2 separate regions of the Mus musculus genome follow, and region 1 is linked to region 2. Evidence: chromatin contacts called from public HiChIP or PLAC-seq data. All regions are on one chromosome and are shown on one strand. The core of a region is the stretch at or near the end of the contact, and the rest is flanking DNA. Distances in the headings are between cores, read along the strand shown. Region 1 overlaps Slc6a11 (solute carrier family 6 (neurotransmitter transporter, GABA), member 11). Region 2 holds the start of Slc6a11 (solute carrier family 6 (neurotransmitter transporter, GABA), member 11).

Region 1 (6,488 bases), core at 11-2,510, 86 kb before region 2:
TGGTATCAGAGCCACTGGAGTGGGGCCTATCCCAAAAGCTGTTGCCTGTATGTGGGGTATGTTCTTCTAGCTGGGCTGCCTTGTCTGGCCTCAGTGGGAGAGGAAACACCCAGCCTCACAGAGATTTGAAGTGCCAGGGTGGGAGATACCCAGGGTGTCTCCACACACTAGTGGAGAAGGGAAGGGGTGATAGGGGAAGGATAGTGGAAGAGGTGCCTGGGAGGGGGACAGTGAATGGGATATAAAGTAAATAAGTAAAAAACAAAACAACAACAAAACCAACCAACCCTCCCCACAAAAAACCCAATAACAACAAAACAACCCAAAACCAACCAAACAATAAACCAACCAAACAAACAAACAAATGAACAGCAAAAAAAAGTTGGTGGGGAGTTCCTGTCAGATGCCTTACTCTGCTCCTCAGAGGGATTTGTGAACAGAACAAAAGGCGTGTGTGGACAGAGGTAGGTTGGGGTCTCACTCCTTCCGTATGACCCCAAGTAATTTCCTTCATCTCTCTGGGCCTTGGGTTCATCATTCATGAACAGCAGTAGATGAAATGAAAGGGTGCAGTGGGCACTGGGCGCCTGCCCCTTACATTGATGCTCTTCCACTATGCCAAGGAAACAAGCTCTCAGGTCTTTTCCAATATCCAATATCCAACCTCAATCTCCGGTTTCTGAGACACATCAACACTGCACAGATACACCTGGCTCCTCTGGCCATGAGTGCAGGAACCAGTGATGGGTGGGAAGAGCCAGTGTCTCTCTTTTCCTAGGCTCCCTGCCTCCCTGATGCCCAGTAAAAACTGCCAGACCCAACAGTGCAAGCAGCCTTTGACTTACAGAGCCAGGGGCCAGGACAGAGCTTGGTGACCCACAGCCTTTTCTTGAACATTTTATTTCCAGACAGACAGACAGACAGACAGACAGACAGACAGACAGACACATATACAGATACACAGATACACACAACTTTTTAAAGTGGAGCCCTCAACTGAAGCCAAACCATAACTATATAGCCTGGCAGGAAAGGGCTGAATCAAGGGCTTTCTTTCCACCTTTTCTATTGGGAAGGCCTCTGAAAGGATTAAAAGTAGGTTAGAAGAAGAATGAAACAGCTGTGTTTCCAGTGTGTACCTGACAACGGCTTTTGTGGAAGTGAATAATTACATGAGAACCGCTTCCTTCCCACCTCTTTCTCAGCCTCCTCCGGGTTGCTAGGCACCCTCGCTCCTTCTCCCGGCTAATGCCACATACAGAAGCAAGTGAATACAGTATGGCCATTATGAGGGGCCTGGAGTCCAGGAGAAGGATTCAAATGCTCCTCCCCGGTGGCTTTATGGGGGAAAGAGGGTTTGGGGGAGCTGACTTTGGATATATTTAAATGCTAATGTGCTGGGCCGGCAGGATGGTAGTGGTGGGAAGGGGCAGGGGATGTTGGCTTGAAAGCCCCACTGCAAACATGTTCTGTTGCTTCTCGAGTGGGTGCCAAGCCCTTCCCTGGGCAGCTGGCTTTGGCCACCCCTGGACCTGCCAGTAAAGTGTCAGTGGGATGGAGGGCTGAGCTGTGAGTACTCAGGCGCTGGCTGGCTCTGTGTGTGTATGGTTTGGGTGTGTAGGCTGATCCTGGTGGCCCGTGTGTGTGCAGTGGTGAGCAGGGGTCACTGTGGCTGGACCTTTGCCCGGGATGCTGAGCGGTTCCGTCTGAGACACAGAAAACAGAGGAAGTGGGTGGGTGGTTGGTGGTATCAAGTATGTAGCAGTGACCTTTGGTGTCTTATGTAATAAAATCCTGGGGGCTATGCATACCTGCCCCAGTTTTATCACATGAGGCACTGAGCCCCATTTTGAAAGGGCTCAGCAGAGGAGGTTCAGAACTAGGACCCCCTTCTCAGCTTGGACCTCCCCCAAGGTCTGTTCATGGGCTCAGAGATCCAGTTAAACCAAGATCTTCCCCATTGGGACTTCTTCAGGAGATCATCCCTGGTGTTGTAGATGGCACATTCCACATGCAGGACTTGGCAGACACTCATAAGCCTCATTGACTCCCACTAAGAGCTACAGGTGCCCCTTACCATTGTGAACACCAAGCTGATGGCCCATCTCATTCAAAGTGACCTGGATGAGAGGTCCAGCCTTGCTTTGGCAGGGGTCTGGTCTGGCAGCAGTAGCCCTCACCCACAGACAGCACCAGGCCAGTGTGCCCTGGACCAAGCCAAACTCTAGCTCCCAAGTCCAGCCCTAAGCTGGCATACTCTCTTGTGTCAGCCAAGCTGGCCCTGGGATGAAGCCTCAGCCCCTCCCACTATGGCCACGTTCTTTCCTCTAATAACTGTGGAAATGATTCAAAGTCAGGGATGCTTTGTGTCCCCTGAGGGCCATGGCAGTGTGGGGTCCAGTTTACAGAAAAGTAAACTTAGGGTTGGAGGAGAGAGAATATAACTGTCGGGTAAAAGACTGCTCACTTTACTATGTCTGCCTCCACACAGAACAGAGATCTTCCAGCACCATTAAGTTCCCTGAGCATCATCTGTCTGCCTTAGCAAAGACGGGGTTCCATGAGAGCGCCCAGCCCTTTGTGCCATGCCTGGCAAAATCTCAAGAACAGAGACCGCATCTGCTCGAGACTCAGCACACAGGAACTTAACCTGCAAGGTCCACGCAGAATCCTAAGTATCAGGCCAGGTGAGGAACCTGTTGGACTGAAAGGGAAGGGGACCCGAGTTCCTTGGCAGATAGTCCCTGAAGTTCACGAGCATCCCCCTAAAGCCCCTTCTTTTCCTCTTAGCTTTGGTTTCCTATTATATAAAATGCAGAAACCAGACAACAATGGCGATGTCCACTATGTGACACGCCTACCCCATTCTCACTGCTGCCCAGGTCAGGCATTACTAATCAATCATTCTTCAGTCCTCAGTCCTGCTATGGTGAAAAGGGCCTGCCACCAGCCAGAGTTGGCCATTGAGTAAAACCTGGGAGATGACTGTCCATCTCTGACATTTCAGGCAAGGAAGAAATAGCTAGATTTCAGGATGAGTTGAGCCCGTTGCAGAAGTCCCATGCAGAAGCCCATAGTATACTCACAGAAATATACATGTTTAGTAGGTCACTGGTGCATGCATTGGCCCGGGAGGCTAGAAGGGAACAAGATGGCAAAGATGCAAACAAAATCCTAGGCTGAGAAAGCTAGGGTGGGACTGAAGTTGCCTAGGAGGGGCACTTCCAGACAAATGTCTAAGTGAGGGATGAGGGGCATTCCTGACCCCCAACCCTCACCCCTCCAGAGTCCATGGCGCAGGTACCAATTTATCAATGCATATTTGGTTGGAAGTTATTCAAAGTTTCCAAGCAGGAATGTGCCTGTGGGACTCACAGGGAGGCTGCAGGAAGAGATTACTCAATTCTGTGATGATCAGATGCCTGATGCTGTGTGGGAACACACTCAAGTCCCCAAGGAGCCTCCTAGAGAGGCATGTTGTCTGGGGACTCCCAATAGTCACAGGAGTCAATGAGTTTCCTCCCTGGCTGAGAGTCTATCCTGGAATGAGTCCCCTGTGGCTGGGGATAAGGAGAACGTAGGTGCTTACAGCGCTCTGAACTGCACTTAAGTCTGGGCAGACGTCTGAGCTTTTTCTGCAGCTGAGAAGCCAGAACTATTGCAGAGACTCTTTCTCGGTCATATTTTCTGACCATTATCTATATAGCTGCCAGATATGTGCATTCAGAAGTAGTCAGAACCCCAAGATCCTCTGCTCAGGAGCCTGCAACCTAGCAGGTGCGCAAGGGGAAAGGAACTTAGACAAGCAGCAGACCTGGAGGTCAGTTAGGATGGGTGACCTTGGAGAGGTTGAAGCCACAGTGTCTCTGCGGGCGATGGTACAGCTGGGAACTGGCAGGCTGCCCTGGCAGTTCATGGCAGTGCTCATGCAAAGAGCTCACAGGAAACACTAAGAGGCCAGAAAAGGTCATGGCTATGTGTGTCTAAAAGGGATTTTTGAAGGGTGAAGGGCTGTGCGTGATCTTGAGCTGAGGAAGCAGAGGAAAGTGTGCTCTCAGTCCTGCAGGGAGCTGCTCCTAACTTCTAACTCCCTGTTCCCACCCCGGCCCTGATTGTGGAGACTTCAACCTGTAAAGCAGGCCTGGCTTCCTCCTTCTGGTTTGGAACTCCCCCACCCCCAACAGTCACCCCTGCCCAGCTCTCTTGGGAGTCAACATCTCTTCTTCTAAGGGCAGTAGATGCATCCCAGAGTTAGCCTCTAAGGCTTTCCTCAGAGTCTCTGGCTCTCCCTGAAGCCAGGTCTCTCAGGCAGCAGGTGCTCTTGGGAGTGCGAATGGCCAGATCAAACTAATTAACACACACATTCTCTCACAGTATGCAGTGTGAGGGGAGAACATTTAATCGACTCTCTCAGTGATTTTTAAATATGCCATCTTTTGGATTTTACTGGGAACTGGTACCAGGACTTAGCCCTCTACCAAAATGCTAGAAGGCTCAGCCCTTAAATAAAGTAGTGAAGTATTTGTGTCAACCTCTGCATACCTCCTGCACATTATCTTGTCTGTCAGTGACTGGCAAAACCTAACCTGCCTGAACCCACGGATGAACTGTTGTGTGTCATTTAGGAGAGAACAATGGGTGAGTGAGGCTCTTCAGGCTCAGCAAGGATGCAGTTTGGTTTATTGACCAAGAATGGTTCAACCTGAGGACTCCTGCCTTCTATCCCTCTGACCTCTTCAAATTCCATACAGAAGTGAGACTGTTCTTGTCCTTTGGTGCCCTCTCTGAGATCTGTAACCATCCAGGGAATCGCTGCCATCTCAACCCAGGGCAGGGTTTAGAGTCCCCAAGCAGGCTACACATCTGTCCCCAGCCTCTGCTTCCCAAAAACTCAGTGTTCCCATGGATCTTGAGGCCTGGCCTCCAGTGATCCACCCACATCCTCTCATAGTTCTCTTTCAACTCTCGGAACCCTTGACATCCTGGAAGGTCACCTTTCTACCTGTTCACACAGTCTGGCCTCAGCTCATATGAAAAGAAGAGGAGATGGCTTTCAAAAGTTCTGTGTACCTGGGAGTTTGACTGACATGACAGTTTATGGGGCACACAAAGGGATGAAGAGGCAGCTCTTGGGTAGCTGGGGAGTGACACAACAGCTGGCTGGTGTTGGCTCAGAACCCTGAGAAGGAGCCTTGCTCCCAACCACCACAAGGGCTGCAGGCAAGCATTCAGGAAAGCTGGCTTCTTCAGGAGAACAGATAGGAAACATAGCAGCTTATGACTACCTCACCCTCCCAAAGGATTCTTGCAACACAGTGTGCCAGGCCTTGGGGAAAAGGCAAAGAGAGTGAACTAAGGTCCTTACTACTCATGGCTCCCCTCCCTAGGTGACTTCCCAGGGCTATATCTTGAACAGCAAAATTAAGAATGAGTGTTAAGAAGATAAATCAAGAAATGAAGGCTGACGTGTCCTGGGTGAAGGGCACACATGTCTACAACACACTTTAAAATGCATAGGAAATAAATTAGATGGAGGAGGGATAGAGAGCTCTAGGCAGCAGCAAACACAGTGAATGTCAATGATAGAATCTGGGGGATGGATGCTACCCAGACTGATGACAGAGGAGATACTTCCTGGAAGAGACAGATCAAGACTACAAAAGGAAGAGAAAACAGTCCCCAGGAAACTCTAGGGAGGAGACATGATTCCTGCTCAATGATACTGCGTGTAGCTGTCACCTCTGTGTAGGAACATCATGCTTTTGGATAAGGGAGGCTAGTGAAATTCTGGAAGCTTGGGATGTTGCAAAACTCACACAGGCCACTCCCAAGGCTACACAAGCAGCAATGGTACCAAGGGAGACTCTTCAGTGGAGCTCCAAGGCGGTCTTTCCTGATTGTCACTCATACTGGGGACGGAGAGGCATTTTGTTGATGCAGTTGCTGCTGACCTCACTGGTTTGTCATTTACATTTGGATGGGATTGTCTCCTGACCTGTGTCCCATCAGGATAAAGAGACAATTCATTCCTAACATGAGCCCAGGGAATGGTCCAACCCTCTGTAAATACGGAGCTTCCCACATCAATTACCCTCACCAAGATAATCTCTCATAGGCATGCCCAGAGGCCAAACACTCCCAGATAGGCATTCCTGGAGGCTTGCATCCTAGGAAACTCCATGTCCCTCTAAGTTGATGTCTCAGACATCTTGGCTATATGCCTCCTTGAAGAAGAGCACCCACTACATGAACATGAGGATACCACCCTCTTGCCAGAGGAGCAGAGAATATGTTGCCATCCCTAAGAGTAGCACTATAGGCTGGGCTCACATACAGGCTGTGGTGGCATTGAACACACACACACTCAACTGTCTGTCCAGAAAGAACCTGCCTGAGTAGGAGGAATTACAATAAGAAACATACAGATTCGATCCTTCTACATTATTGCCTTCATTGGCAGGAAAAGTGTGTGTGTGTGTGTGTGTGTG
Region 2 (6,738 bases), core at 999-3,498:
GCTTTTGCTAAATGAAGCCTCTTTGCCCACAGGATTAACAGCAACAAACCTTGATGAATCCAGATAGTGTGGACTTAGCTACTAGGCTTTGAAAGGGTCTTAAATCTTTTTCTGAGCAGGGAACTAATTTAAGATTGTACCCTGGTACTTTCAATTATTGTGAGAATCTTCCAGTCCAGCCTGCGGACATGTTATTTTTAGAGGAACCCACAGCCCAGCTAGATTGAAGGCAGAAACTTATATGACAGAGTAAAAGGCGTCTGAGGCCTGACTCCAAATCTATTTGATTAAAAAGCTGAAGTGGTTCCCTTAAGAGCTTGTAATTCACCTTTGAGCCTCCGAGAATCCAACAGATGACGCTGGTGGGAATGCCAGCTGGCCGGTGTACCCACAAAGCTAGTACTGTAATTCTTAAAATAACTAACTTGACCATGCCGGGGGTGTCTGCATCGATGGAGGCTTTTGGCAAATCAAAGAGCAAACAACCAACAATGAGTCACGTTTCAACTTTACACACTACAACCTTAAAAACAATTTGTAACAAGGCTTCTGATTTACCCAATTTATCTCCATTTTCTACTTTTGCCAAATGCGTCTTATTTAGGCCTAACATTTCCCAGATGAATAAAGATGTTAAAATAGTTTCTGCCCCAAACTATCCTAAAGGTACAGCTTTTCCTAAGCACACATGGTAGCTTCTGAAGGCTCCGTCTGCACAGTGAGGCAGGGCCTGCCTGAGGGCACAGGGTGCATTTTGGGTCTTCAAGTCTGCAGCCAGCTGTCTCCCCTTGCCAAGCCACGGACACCACTGGCCACTTCATTACCAGTGCAGGACAGGCCTGGAGCAGCCTGTGCCTTCAGGGTGAATGTCCCCAAAGAAAGGGCCTGAGCCAGGCAGTGTGGTTCGCAGGCCCCTTAGCTGTTTGTACAGGAAGCCCTGCACTGTCCCTGCCAACCAACTTCTCTATCACCTTTTTAGGGTTTGAGATTTTTTTCTTGAAGATTAGGGGTAGGACAGGGAGGAGAAAAAACGCCAACACAGGTCTTTTCTGAGAGGAACTGTGCCACCACAGGCTTTAATGGGACCCCTCGCCACTCTGCCATCCTACTGTGATAGGAAGGGTGTGGAAGTTTGAGGGGGATGTGGGGGTGTTGGGTACCACTCTGAGATGGGGACCACAGCTTCATTTCTTCCTAATGGCACTCTGTGATGCTGTCGTTGGAAGGGATGCTGGTCTTCCCCGTCTCACACACATCAGCGTGGTTGCAGTTGTTGTGGGTGAGTCTGAGCCCAGTAAAAGAAACTGCTTGGTGCCAGTTTTTCCTCCAGAGAGGCCTAAAATACTTTCCCTAGAAAGGGCCTACTACAGAGGGGAGCAAGTGGCAAATGGCCGTCCAAAAGTTCTCCCCCGGGGGTCAGCCTGATCCTGCACAGAAAGCTTTTAGAGTCTGAATCTCACTCTCAGCAGTAGTAAAACAGAGAGTTTCTTAGATGCTTAGTACCATCGTCGTTGAGATCCATAACAGCATTCCCTTCCAAGGTGACTGACTGTGAGACGATTTAAAAATTTACAAGACATGGCTAACGCTGGGCCCCTATTCCTGGCACTTCGGCGACCTCTCTAAAAGATTGCTCAGATCAGTCTCTTCCTGTGAGGACAGGGAACATCCGAGGCTAAATAACAGGTTTCTGCCTAAAATACCAGTGAGAGTGGCCTGAAAGCAGAGCTCCTGGGCCAGGTCTGTCCCTCACGCAGGTGACAGACGCTGCTCTGGGCCCGGTGGCAGGTGGCAGATGGTGGTGCGCTCAGGTGCGAAGCGGGCTCTGTGCACGCAGGCGCAGAGAAACAGGTGGGCCCCGTGCAGTCCCACAGCTCCTGGGGACTGGGAGGGGGGATCGGGGCCATGCACGAGAGGTGTCACCCCACCCCAGGTGTCGCCCCGCGTCCCCGCCATCCCCGCCGCGCTCACCTCCGCCGTTTTTGTAGCACAGGTAGGGAAAGCGCCACACGTTGCCCAGTCCGATGATCTCTCCAGCTACGCTCAACACGAACTCCACCTTGTTGTTCCAGTGGCCGCGCTCGTGGACAGCCTTGTCGCGCGCCTCGCGCGTCCCCGCCGCGCCCCCGCCGCCGCCGCCCAGCGTCTCGGACCCCCGCGCCTCCTCGGCCGCTTTCCCGTTGCCCAGGGGCAGCGCTTGCTCCGCAGTCATGGCCGCCCTGCCGCCTCGTGCGCCGGCCCCGGCTCTGCGCCGCCGCCCCGGGCGCCCGGGCTTTTGAGAGGCTCGAGCGGCGGGCGGGGGAGCCGGGGGTGGAGCCGAGGGAGCCGCCCGGGTCGGACCGCACGGGACGGGGACACGATGCCCAGGCCACCTCCTGCCCGCTTGAATCCCGGGATGGTAGGGGCGCTGCAAGTCCAGTGACTTGACCTTGTGCGCCCAGCGCCTCCCTTAATACCTTGACCTTGCGCCCACCTGGCTAACTCAGGGCACAGGGTTTGCCCTGCAGCCTGACTCGCTGGCTTCTGAGTGCAGGTAACAGCAGAGTTGTTATCCAGGCCCAAGTGGGCTATGAGTGCTGCACCTGAACTTCTATCCCCTCTCTGTGACCTTTCAAAGCTTGGGCCTCAGTTTTCCCATCTCTACTCAGAGGTAGATGGGCAGCTCTAACTTTTGAAGGGCGAACAGTTGTGTGTGTAGGGTTCAGTTGCAGGGGCCTGGTGAGAATACGGCCGGGGCATGAGATGCAAAGTCCTTTTGAAGCTCCCTGGTGATGGTAGCTGAGCTGTAGCCCCAACCCCATGCCCAGTACCCTCTACCCTGGAGGTCTCATTCCCCCCTCCCCCTCGTGGCCCCACTCTACACACATATGAGTCTCAACAGTGTGGCATTGAGTACGGACATCCAGCGGCAGGAGCAGGCAAGTCTAAGCTGAGTATCCTGCTTCACCTACGTGAGCTGTGTGACTTTGGCCAGGCTCCTGAGACTGCAGTTTCTCAGTTTGCTGTTCTGCAAAAGATGCTTCCAATATCACCTTCTTAGGTTTGTACTGCTTGCTTATTGTTTTGTTTGGGTGAAAGGATAAATGACAAGATGCTGATAAACAGTCTTCCTACAGTAGAGACAGTCAATGACCATGCACCATGCAGTATGCAGACATGCATGTCCACGTCTGGCTCAATACGTCCCTCCTCTCGGTTGTACAAACAGCATACAATGTCCTACAATAATGGCAGAGAACTTGGCGAAATATGCTATATAACATGTACTTAGAAAGTATTTGTAGATAATAAGGTCAAGGATATAGCTAAGTAAAAAGTCCTTGCTGATGATGTGTCGAGCCTTGGATTTCATGCCCAGGACCGAGCTGAAGTCAAGGGTATGGATAGAGATAGAGTCAGGGGTATAGGTAGAGAAGGAGTTGTTTTGGGTCGGATGACACTTGTGAGTTGACAGCTGGCCCTACCTGTGGTGCCCCTGGTGGAGGAAACTTTAAGAGGCAGAGCCTTAAAGGAGGGTCTTCAGGTTATTGCGGGCATGGGTTGGCCAGGAATATGGGAGCCCACCATCCTCAGGTTGGTCTCTTCTGCCATCCTGAGGTAAGCCTTCACTGTCCCATGACACACTTCTGCCTGAGTCCAAACTCAGGGCCTCTAGGAGGCAGTGCCAGATCCACACTGTACACTGCTTCTCGGAGCTATGTGCTGCCGCACTGAAAAGCTGACTGACCGACAGATGGAGGAAGGAGAGGCTGATGTCACGGTGGGTGTGGGCAGGTCCATGCTTCTTACATAGCCCTGGAGCAGACTCCTTGGGTTGCCTGGGTCCCTCTGGTCCCAGGGCTCCTGGGTCCCTGCCCTGTGACCCTTAGACACAACCTAGATGCCCTTCTTCCAAGCTCACATTTCTTAAAGAAGTAAGTGGAGTGTTGAATTAGTCTTGGAGGACTAGGCAGCAAATCCTGGTTCTTGGGCTTCTCTACCCACAGCCTGCCTGAGCCCTCTGTGGATTCGTGTACCTTCCCCTCTCCCTGCAGTTCCCACTCTTGTGATTTTTATGCCACCACCTCCTGTCCCCCACAGTCCTGATTGCTTGTTCTGATCTGCTTTTTCCCAGCCTCCAACCACTGAACTAAATACTGATGGTTCCTACACCAGGTCCAGGTATTAGAAAGCTCAGGGGAAGGTCTGACTTCATGCCTAGTCTCTGCCAGCTGCGATCTTTGTCAATTGGACACAAGCCAAGGTCATTTGGGAAGAGGGAACTTCAGATGAGATGATATCTCCAGTAGAAGGAATGCCCTGTGGGTACCTTTTCTTCATTTATGATTGAGGTGGGACAGTCTGGCTCACTGTTGACCAGTGCCACCCCTGGGCTGGTGGTTCTGGGTTAGCTAAGAAAAGCAGACTGAGTAAGTCAGTAAGCTCTGTGGCTTCTGCTTCAGTTCCTGCCTCCAGGTTCCTACCTTGAGTTCCCGCCCAGCTTCCGTCAGTGAAGGACAGCTAACTGTAAGATGAAACACAACCTTTCCTGCCCACGTTGCACTCTGTCATGGCATTTGTCACAGCAACAGAAGCCCAAACTAAGACAAAGGTTCTGTGCCTTTGAATTGTTACCTCATTGCTTCAGGCTCCATCTGTCAAATGGGTTCACATTCCACCTTACCTCGGGGTGACTTGAGGATGGCAGGCCTTGGCTTGTTTCTGAACCATTGCTATGGAAGGAGGAAGATGAGGAAGAGGAAGGCCTCTGTGTCTTGCTCTTGCTGATAGCCCTCAATGGTTCTTTTCCTACCAGAGAAACTAATCTGTTGACCTTGACATCAATCTCTCTGGCCTTCTGACCTTCCATAACTCCCTTTTAAATCAAAGCTAAGTTTCTCACAGGCTAAGACCAATATTTCCTTTCTCTCTGGCGATCACTGGTGGTACTTCATCGAAAATAACGGTTAAGGCAGGAATCCATTTCAACTCGACTCTTTGCATCCAGTAGCACGTGGTAACTGGGATTCAATCTGTTCTCGGAACAGCAGCATCCAAAGCTAGAGATTTATTCCAGCTTCTTCCTGCTGGAAGATGAGCTTGTTACCCTAGGGCCCTGGGAAAGCGCCTTCAAAACTAAAGAAGTGAAGCACCTCCCTCTCTGCGGAGCTCCGCAGGGTCAGCTGCTGGGACTGAGTTCTCCAAGCCGATCCTTTTCTCATCACCGTGATAAACTCTCTGTCTGGAGCCATTTATTTTGGCTCACATTTTCAAGGTACAATCCTCCATGGTGGGGAAATCGTGAAGTAAAACTGGTCACGTGACAAGGGAGGTCAGGAAGCAGAGAGATGGGGCTGGTACTCAGCTCAATGTATCCTTATTGCCCTATCAGGACGCACAGAGAAGAAGGCCTTCCTACCCTAGACAGGGCTAGAAAACTCCCCACCTATGAGACACCCGGGGGCTTGTCCCCTGGGTGTTTCTAGATCCTGGTGAATTGACCAGTCAACATTAGCTATTGCTGTGGGCATGCAGTGTGGCACAAGATGTGCCTTTTCAGCAAAGGGGCGGGGGACAAGAGAGTGTATTTGCAGGGTAAAAAGATTACTGTTAACACAGAGTGAAGAGAGGACTGGGGGACAATTAAGAGACTACCTAGGTCACTAGATTAAGTCAGGTGTGGTTGGTAGCTTAGTGGAGAGGATGAAGGGGAAAGGGGAGTGATAATGAGAGATTCCTGTCCACAAGGGCTTGACCTAGGATTGGATTTGAAGAGGATGGGGAAGTGCCAGACACCTCTGTGTTCACACATCGCAGCATCCCATCTGGACAGAGCTAATGTTGCCCCAACTTCTACCTATGCTCACAGCTCCCCACCTTGAGAGCGGAGAACCCAGGATCCTTGGGAAATGAGCAGCACTTGAATGTGTACACAGCTCTGAAGCCAAGAGCTACAGAACCAAAGAGACATGGAAGCAAAGATTCTGAAACCACAGTGACCTTCCTACACTCACCGATCAGGAGGTGCAGATGTGGACTCTCGGCTGTCATCAATGATGCAGAGATCCCCTAAGGCAACTTCTCAGCCTCAAGAGTCCAGGATAGTTTCCCAAGCCCACAGTCTGAGCTCACTGTTTCCTGTAAAACTCTGTTTCGCTGATACCAATAGCTATTTTCCTAATATATTTGCATTAGGAGCTCTGGTTTCTCTCCCTTCCCTGTAGCTATGGAATTTTCTAGATGTCTTTGCAGAAGCCTCACAGCAGAAGGATTTCATCATGGGCTTGCTTTGACACTGGTTCTAAGCGCCACTGCCTTCCCTTTCTCTCAGTGGCATGGCAACTTCCTTCCTCCACTGTTAGGAGGCTCAGGAAGAAAACAAGGCCAGTCCTAACTGAGGTGTCCAAGACAAATCCGGACCTAAGAGAGGACCCATCCCACCATCATTCCAAAACTACATCCAAACCCAGGTTAGATCTCAACTACCAGCAACCCGATCTGTCAGCCTCCAGTCTCATGACTTACAACGCTAGAATAGTCAATGAGCTGTTCTGAGCCACCAAGTATTAGCTTAGCCCATGCACTTCTTGGATGCCCCACTTTGCCCATACGACACAAGTCGTCATTATAAGCCCAGCTTAACTCTCCCTTCTTCACGCATCATAAAGCTCTTGGCGCACTCTTGGGATCCCAGGAGTCTTCAGGAGGAAGCTGTTCTCTGTAGACTTCATGCATCACACTTTAGGTGTAACCTGCCCA

The links. HiChIP or PLAC-seq counts read pairs in DNA pulled down with a chosen protein or histone mark.
Region 1: an H3K27ac HiChIP or PLAC-seq map of neural progenitor cells shows a contact between it and region 2, with 5 times the contacts expected there. The contact joins the enhancer-like site here to the promoter of Slc6a11 in region 2. A contact is called at or near these places in 10 of 39 promoter capture datasets (cranial neural crest, embryonic stem cells, frontonasal cranial neural crest and 4 more), 3 of 484 Hi-C or Micro-C datasets (all in embryonic stem cells), 3 of 115 datasets of contacts at active chromatin or transcription factors (extraembryonic endoderm stem cells, forebrain and neural progenitor cells) and 1 of 9 other capture datasets (pancreatic islet).

Annotation. Positions count from the first base shown.
Region 1 is chr6:114,211,998-114,218,485 of GRCm38.p6, reverse strand. All of the region lies in intron 6 of Slc6a11 (solute carrier family 6 (neurotransmitter transporter, GABA), member 11), which reads right to left. Among named protein-coding and RNA genes, the nearest start is that of Gm52916, 50 kb to the right of the region's middle. Within about 2 kb of position 1,260, at least 24 of the 459 cell types and tissues checked have an H3K27ac peak or open chromatin away from gene starts, as enhancers often do. A contact at or near this core is called in forebrain, hippocampal neurons, neural progenitor cells and 1 more, where this site is marked.
Region 2 is chr6:114,126,751-114,133,488 of GRCm38.p6, reverse strand. It overlaps Slc6a11 (solute carrier family 6 (neurotransmitter transporter, GABA), member 11), which reads right to left and starts at 2,248. Exons shown (of 14, transcript NM_172890.3): 1 at 1,972-2,248. The coding sequence starts at 2,212.